Linked DNA regions of Gossypium arboreum: region 2 is linked to region 1. The links are chromatin contacts, called in public Hi-C maps. All regions are on one chromosome and are shown on one strand. The core of a region is the stretch at or near the end of the contact, and the rest is flanking DNA. Distances in the headings are between cores, read along the strand shown. Region 1 holds the start of LOC108469471 (F-box/LRR-repeat protein 13-like). Region 2 holds the start of LOC108468154 (NADH dehydrogenase [ubiquinone] 1 beta subcomplex subunit 8, mitochondrial-like).

What was found. A called contact is a pair of places that touch in the nucleus more often than the background predicts.
Region 2: a Hi-C map of leaf shows a contact between it and region 1, with 2.7 times the contacts expected there. The contact joins the promoter of LOC108468154 here to the promoter of LOC108469471 in region 1. A contact is called at or near these places in 2 of 5 Hi-C or Micro-C datasets (both in leaf).

What each region holds. Positions count from the first base shown.
Region 1 is chr8:12,152,079-12,156,208 of ASM2569848v2, forward strand. LOC108469471 (F-box/LRR-repeat protein 13-like) reads left to right here and starts at 1,781. Exons shown (of 4, transcript XM_017770352.2): 1 at 1,781-2,984; 2 at 3,094-3,252; 3 at 3,339-3,754; 4 at 3,842-4,130. The coding sequence starts at 1,995. The coding sequence ends at 3,863.
Region 2 is chr8:12,853,609-12,857,440 of ASM2569848v2, forward strand. LOC108468154 (NADH dehydrogenase [ubiquinone] 1 beta subcomplex subunit 8, mitochondrial-like) reads left to right here and starts at 1,987. Exons shown (of 4, transcript XM_017769026.2): 1 at 1,987-2,212; 2 at 2,314-2,400; 3 at 2,526-2,621. The coding sequence starts at 2,075.

The DNA.
Region 1 (4,130 bases), core at 531-3,030:
CTAAGGTGGTTTTGATAAGGTTAATAAATCTACCTATAGGAGCCTAGTGGGATGTTTGTTCTACTTAACAGCCACAAGACCAGACATAATGTTTGTAGTCAGTCTCCTATCCAGGTTCATGCACTATTGCAATGTAAACCATTTTCAAGCTGCAAAGAGAGTTCTCAGGTACATCAAAGGAACTCTGAGCTTTGGAATTATGTTCACCAAGGTTGACAGCATAAAGCTTGTTGGTTTTACTAATAGTGATTGGGCAGGATCAACTGATGATATGAAAAGCACTTCAGGGTATCTGTTTACCCTTGGATTAGCTGTTTTTTGTTGGAGTTCAAAGAAACAATCCATTGTTGCTCAATTAACAGCTGAAGCTAAATATGTTGCAGCTGCATCAGCTGTTAATCAAGAAATTTGGTTAAGAAAGCTAATGGCAGATATGAACTTACATCAAATAGAAGCAATAGAGATCAGAAGTGATAATCAATCTACTGTTGCAATTGCAAAGAATCCAGTATTTCATCGCAAAACAAAATATTTTAAGATCAAGTTTCATTTTGTTAAAGAAGTGGAACAATCTCAAGAAATCAAATTGGTTCATTGCAGTTTTGAAGATCAGTTAGCTGATATATTCATAAAACCTCTTGGTGTACCAAGGTTCGAGAATTTGAGAGCTAGATTAGGAGTTTGCAGCATGAAAGCCAAGAAGGAATGTTAAAAGATGGCTTTCATGCAGACCATAGCAGTTCGAGCCATGCAAGTTGCAGCTGAAGAATATGTTGCTGTTTTGTTACTTTTTAGTTGATGTTTTTGCTACTTAGTTACACTAGAACTAAGTATGTAAGGGATTTGATGCAATTTGGTGCTGATAGATTTGATAAATCATCTTAACCAAGTGTGCAAGCAAAGTTTTGTACGTTTCAAGACTTTGTTAGTGGAGTTAGGTGTGTTTAGGCAATATTTTCATCTTTTTGACAAGTTGATTACTTGATATATGTAATGCTTTGTTTCAGAAATGAGATGATGAATCATTCACCAGAATTCTCTTCTTGTTTTGGTTCTTATTGAGTAATCTGTTCTTGTTACAATTTAAGTCGATTTCCTTGTTTGTTCAGCAAGTTACAGTAGCTTCTAGCTCAAGACTTTGCTGTGATTTCTTGATCTGTTTTCTAAGTTCCTACAAAATAAAAAATAAAAAAATCAAACACCAGATTTAACCTCATCAACCTTTGACTTCTTTATCAACTTCATATCCGATTTAATATCCTATAACGATTTTCTAATAGCCATTTGTTTTGGTCTTGATCCAACACCAAAAACATTTCATGAAAGGAGTCTCATCAACCCCCACTCCGCCTTTGACAATCGCTTCTAATTCTATTTAGTTCCATGGTAACTAGCTCATCAATAATCTCTTTATCGTCCCTGTTGATCTCAACCCAGTTTAAGAACTCTGGTTTGCTACTACATATCAGGTGTTTTGCTTTGTCTCACATATTCCTTTCTAATTAGTTTCCCCAACAGTTCCATATCAATGTATTTTGGTTACATTAGAGTGGTCCATGTCTATCTCCCTGATAAAATCATTGACCGCACAATCAGTATGCCTATTGTGTTGGGCCCTGTTTCTCACTTATATTAAATCCATTTGGGTGGAAACTGAATCCAGCCCAGTACATTGGATTGCTTTGCTCCGTGCTCGCTCTTTAATGAATGACAATTTCCTACCTTAAGTTATGGGTATATTTAATCGAATTTTATACAACTGGAAATAAAATTTACTGGTGTCAACTGAAACTGCTATTAATCAGTTAATTAAAGGGGAAAAAATGATCGACCAAAAACAGAAAAAACCGAAGTGTCTTTTCATGTTTATTTTTTCTTTCATTCTTGTTCTTGTTTTCTTTTAGAAAGAGTGGATTCCCATTTTATACTTGATTAAACAATCTTCTTGCTTTCTTTGTTTCCAGTTTGTAGTCGTTGGATTTTGTTGATCAAAGATGGAAGTTGTCATGGATTCTAGTCTTCGTCGTCTTGTGAACAGAAGGCTGGAATGGTTGGAAATGACCAAGGATCAGGTTTCAGATTGGAACGCCGGAACAACTCGTAGACGAGACCGACTCAGTGCATTACCTAATACAGTGCTTTTCCGCATTCTATCCAAGATGCCCATGGACTCGGTTGTCCGAACCAGCATCTTAAGTAAAAGGTGGAGTAATCTCTGGAAGCACACCCAAGGCGTAGATTTCCACAGTTTACCCTTCTCCGATAACCAAGCCGACTATTCTCCAATTACTCGCTGCTTAGAACTCCTCCTATCTCCTCAGATCATAAAATTCACCACTGTTGGCCACGTTAGCGAGCGTTCTAACCCTGATGTACAAAGATGGGTCAATTTTGCACTCTCCAAGAACGTCCGTCAACTGACGATAGGCCTCATGTCAGTTTCTTTAGCAAGGAGATTCTTTCAGTTGCCAGATTCTCTTTTCTCCAATCGAAGTAAAATACTGGAGCACCTTGTTTTAAGCTTTGTTGACTTTAAACCACCTCGTCCTGGTCAACCTATTGCTGCGTCAGTCTTTTCTTCTCTTAAGCTTCTTGTTCTCACCAACTGCAAACTTGCAGATGCGACTGTGGATTTGTGCCTTCGTAAATGCGTCCCTCTTGAGGAATTGGTCATTAATATGTGTGAGGGGCTTAAGAATGTTAACATCAGTGGTCCAAATCTTAGGCTGATTAGTTTTAGGTGTCTTGAAGATAGTGATGATGGGGAGTTCAGGTCATTACGTGTTGATGCTCCACTTGTCGGAAACCTGGTTTACTCAGGTGACTTGACCAAATTTTATTTGAACAACTGTCCGGTATTACAAATTTTACACTTGCAAGGGAGGGAGGAACCAATGAATGAGGCATATACTGTCCACGTTAGAGAATTGATCGATCAAATCAGGCATGTGAACACTATGATTCTAAATTTTGCGGTTGTGGAGGTACCTTTTGTTTCGTCTTATTTTTCATACATTGTTTTAATCTCGCATATTCTTGGATATACAGTTGTTTCTGATATATATATATATATATTGCTTTGGTATAAATAAGTTCGTCGCAAAAGAGTACTACACAAGAGGCATCCCATTCCAAACATTCCAAAATCTCACGCATGTTTTTTGGTATGGTCCACTAAAATCTCCAAATGCGGTTTACAACCTGGTTGCCTTCTTAGGGGATTCCCCCTCTCTCATAGAAATTGCAGTAGATGTAAGTTCTGGACCAATACTTTTAAAACTTAATTGAAATTAATGATGCTTTTCTTATAATTACGGGTTAGTGAAATGAATGAACAGTTTCGGGGGGAAAGTGGGGCTGTGTTCTGCCAATGTATAAGCGAAGGTCACGTGGCAGATGAATATGAGGAGGGCGAGAGTTCACAACGTAATCCGTACGAAGTTGGAAATCTGGAAAAGCTGGAAATAGCTGAGGTGAGATGCTTTTCAGGATTTGATGGTGAAATGTTGTTGGTGAGGTTGCTGTTGGAGAAGGCTGTGAATCTTCGAAAACTATGGCTGTTTTGGCGGCTAGGTGATCTGAGTGTGATGCATGACAATGTGTTACAAGATATTACTAAATCTGGCTACCCTCAACAACTTTCTGATACAATCCAGGAAGAAGCTAATTCTATTATAGCAACCATCCTTAATTTTCGTAAAGCTTCTCCTCGTGTTCGAATCAAATTTGGACAAGAATGGCGAATTGAATCCTGGTGGCTACTATTCAACTCCTTAATTACTTGTTGCCAAATCAATCAATGCTTAATTCTAACCAATATTTATTCTGTTTATGATTTCAGGAGACGTCATTTTGGCGACTAGAATTTCATGTTCTCTGTATTGAAGAATCAATGATTGAATTTCAACACCAATGCATATGGAGTGATATGCCCATCTTGACGACTGCTTCTTTTGTTTTTTTCTCTTCTTCCTTTCCTTCACCTATTTCTAGTGTCATCTACTTTACACATATCAAGTATTAGTTTTAAATGTTTCAATTTTAATGTTCTCAGTTACCATTTACTTTTTTGCATATTTCCCCTCGAGGGGTATTTGTTCCTGCGACCCACATGAATTATCATTTCAGAA
Region 2 (3,832 bases), core at 737-3,236, 700 kb after region 1:
GTTTTGTTGCACAATAACCAATTTTTCCAACAATGCAATATGGTCCCCAGTTGGTTGTTTTTCCTAAAAATATTTTTGGGTAATTTCTTATTAGATCACTAAAGTAGAGTAGAGGAGTTCTCACAACCTCACTGTCTCTTTAGGAATTATATCAACATAGTAGTCAACTAGAATTAATACATGAGCACAAATTATAGAATTAAATCGTTGTCTTATTCTTAAGTTTTAATCCTATTTCAATTACTAAGCCACTAACATAAGGATTTCCCATCCGCATAAATAATTTTGCTCATTTTAAATTGGAAAACAACATAAAAGATATTAAAATGAGGTATCACAACCAAAGAATTACGTCAAATTAAGACAACTTAATAATAAAGAATCTCTAAAAGAGTTATTGTAATTTACAAGAAAATTAAAAGTTTAAAGTAAAAACAAATTATTACAAAACTAAAAACAAATAAAAACTACTAAACCAAACTCTCCAAACTTTCTATACTTTCTAACCTAAGAAAACGTAATCAAAAGTTTAAGGCAACCTAAGGAATCCAACATGCTTCTACCATTTACAAGGCTTTTCTAAGGCAAGATCTCAAGCTAGAGCGGAAAAGACCAAAAGCCTAATTAATTTAATAAATATCACAAATTTGAAACTCGAGTACTGACGAAAAGTAGAACATATTCTTACTTTTTGTGTTTATGTAAAGTGAATTATTTGCAAATAGATTCAGACTTTTTGCATTTTCCAGCTTTTTCCTTTTTCCACCTCTTTCGAATATGCTTTTTTTTTCTCTTGAACTCAATCTAATGTCTACAAGAAGACTTTGGAAAAGCTTTGTAACTCAAGAACACAAAAACATTAAGAATAACTTAAAACTAATTTTTTTCAATAGCTAATGGAAAAATGGACCTATTTATACAAAACTAACTAAAAATTAATTAAGAACAATGCAAATGTGAGGGAATTAAGACTTAAAATATATAAGCATTTGCTCATCATACCCCTACACTCACATCTTTTCTTGTATCGATGGGACTCTATAGGTGGCTTGAATGCTCCTTAGACTCCTATTGGTTTTTGAGGATTGAAACCTTTGAGTAAATTGGGGGAAAGATTACGAAGGCCTTAAGGATCAGTGTGTCAAGTACCAAGGTGATCATAAAGGGAGCATGAGTGGGGCATTCAAACTTTTTGGAGGAAAAGATCGTTGCTACTTGGGGTATCTTATGATGACGAGTCTATGAAATGCAAGGGACAATCATGGATGTGCCACATGAACTCCTCAAACTCCTCTTAGGGAGCTATAACTACGAGGTTAATAAAAATGAAGAGATATAAAAATTTTAAGAGATTGACGTCTTAAGCACCGATGGATTATATGAGGACCTTAAAGAGGTTATGGACTCTTTAAACCCCTCAGGGTTGAAGGAATTTAAATACATTTGTATGTGGTTTCAAGATAAAGGGAAACTTTGGGTGATAATAGAAACTTGCAAGATCTAAGGTCGAGGTTAAGTGTTGGAGGACCTTGAGACGAAAGAGGCTTAATTTCAAAGTCAAGTTAAATATTTATCTTAAACTAAGTTTTTGAAAAAAATATATTTAAAATTTTTAAAGCGTTAATGAATAGTGATTAAGTCCTTTGTTCACCGTCAAAAGACTAAAGTTTAAAATCTATTGTCGTGTTTTCCCTTCAATTTGTAATATGTACTTAAAAAATTATGAATACAAATAGACTCACAGCTCCAAATATCTAGAATATATTTGGGTTTGAATCAAAATAAATTTGGACGACTAGAATATATTTAGAAACAGAACAGTTTATGTAATGTGAAAATCAAACCTAAAACCTGATATTTGAACAAGTTAAAATATCACAATTTTGACACTAAAAAGGTTTCCATAGGTCCATATTGATGGGCTTCGGCTTCGAATCCATTACGTTTTGTTTATCGTTTGAATATCATTTATCTATCCCTATCGTGGGCAAATGGCCCATTGGAATTAGTCATAGCTAAATATTAATACAGAAACCAGAGTTTGGTTCTGCAGAAAGTTCCGAGGAGAAAAGAAATGGCAGGAAGATTGAGCAACGTAGCGTCACGTATAATGGGCGGAACTGGCGTCGTATCGCGCTCCGTCGCCTCTTCTTTTCGACTCCGTTCCGGTATGGGTCTCCCTGTCGGCAAACATATCGTTCCCGACAAGCCCGTAAGCTCAATCACTTCATAATTCTTCAGATCTATTCAGTTAAAATCATTAAAAAGACTAACCCAAAACCCTACAATTTTACTCCTGCTGGAACCTTTCAGCTTCCTGTAAATGACGAGCTAATTTGGGACAATGGAACTGCATTTCCAGAACCTTGTATTGATCGAATCGCTGATACCGTCGGAAAGGTAAGTAAGTTCTCTATTTAAATGTTCATTTGCGTTTTATGGTAGTGGGATTTTGGATTATTTGAAGAAATTACTCTTTTTTTTTTCTCTGTTCTTGTTCCTATGTTTCATTTTTCTGGGAGTAGTATGAGGCATTAGCTTGGATGTGTGGAGGCTTGAGCTTCTTTGCATCGTTGGGATTTTTGGCTTGGTGGAATGATAAGGCCTCCAAGATTCCATTCGTGAGTTCAAATCTCTGACTTGATTAGTTGACTTTGCCTTAGTTCAATTCAATTTTCTTTATGCTGCATTTGGGAATATGAAATTGAAACTCTTGGATTTGGATTTCATTTGCTATATAAATTGTGAGAATGAATTGTATATATTATGAATAAATTAGATGAATTTCAATATAATGCGTTTTTGGAAAGTATAAAAAGCATGAATTTGTTAAATTCCTTGGGAATTTCAAATTCACTACTAGGCATCCAACAAATCCAGGGATTTGAGAAACAATCATGAGTAATATATTTGTATGTGTATTATCACTCAATTTGCACTATTCTCGAAATTCAAATCCAAAGTTTGAAACCCAAGACCCCAAATGCTACCTTATAGTTTTTTTAACGTGTTCATGTAATATTAATATTTGTAGCTTAGTGGTGTTTTGGATATGTTTGAAATTGGGAAAATAGGAATGTAGGATAGTGACCGGATCAAAAGGTACCATAATGTCACTCATGTTTTAAGCTGAGAAATTTTGAACTTCAAGCTCGAGTGAGTCATTATCCCAGAATAGGGGGATATGTGAACTACCTGCTTTAGGATGGAAGATATTTCATGCTAGAGGACTCTAGCCTGTTTTCTCAACAATGATTATGGTTGAGAGGATGAATTTTGCAAAGGTTCATGATAGAAAGCCCTTGTCTTTGGTTTTCCCTTGCTTGATTCTCTGATGAACTTAGAAATATTTTCAGAAATGCATTTCCCCTGTTAGATGTGTTGAATTGTTGAGGAAATCCCTTCCATTGGGGGCTACTGGCTAGTTTGGCCTTCTGTCTCATTATTCTGCCTGCTGGAGTTTGAAATCCGTCTCATGCTCAGTTAGCAACTTTGACAATATATTTTGGGCTTCGCAAGAAGCCTTTTTAGGGTATATCTTTTGACAATATGCTAGCACTGCCATGTCAATTGCATAGATAATTAAAGTTATTTTGTTTTTGAAAGGTATAATTGAAGTTCTTGAGAGTTCACATTAGATATTTTATGGTAAATCAATGGAAACCACTGTTTACTTGTGCTATTTAAACAATGATGTTTCTGCTAGGTAAGTGGAAGTCTTCTGCTTGCTTTGGGTTTAGTGATGTCTATTTTAGAAGATTCCTTATCCTTTTTATTTTGTATGGCTTTTAATTCCTTTCTTCAATGGTACATCCATCAACATTTCATGTTG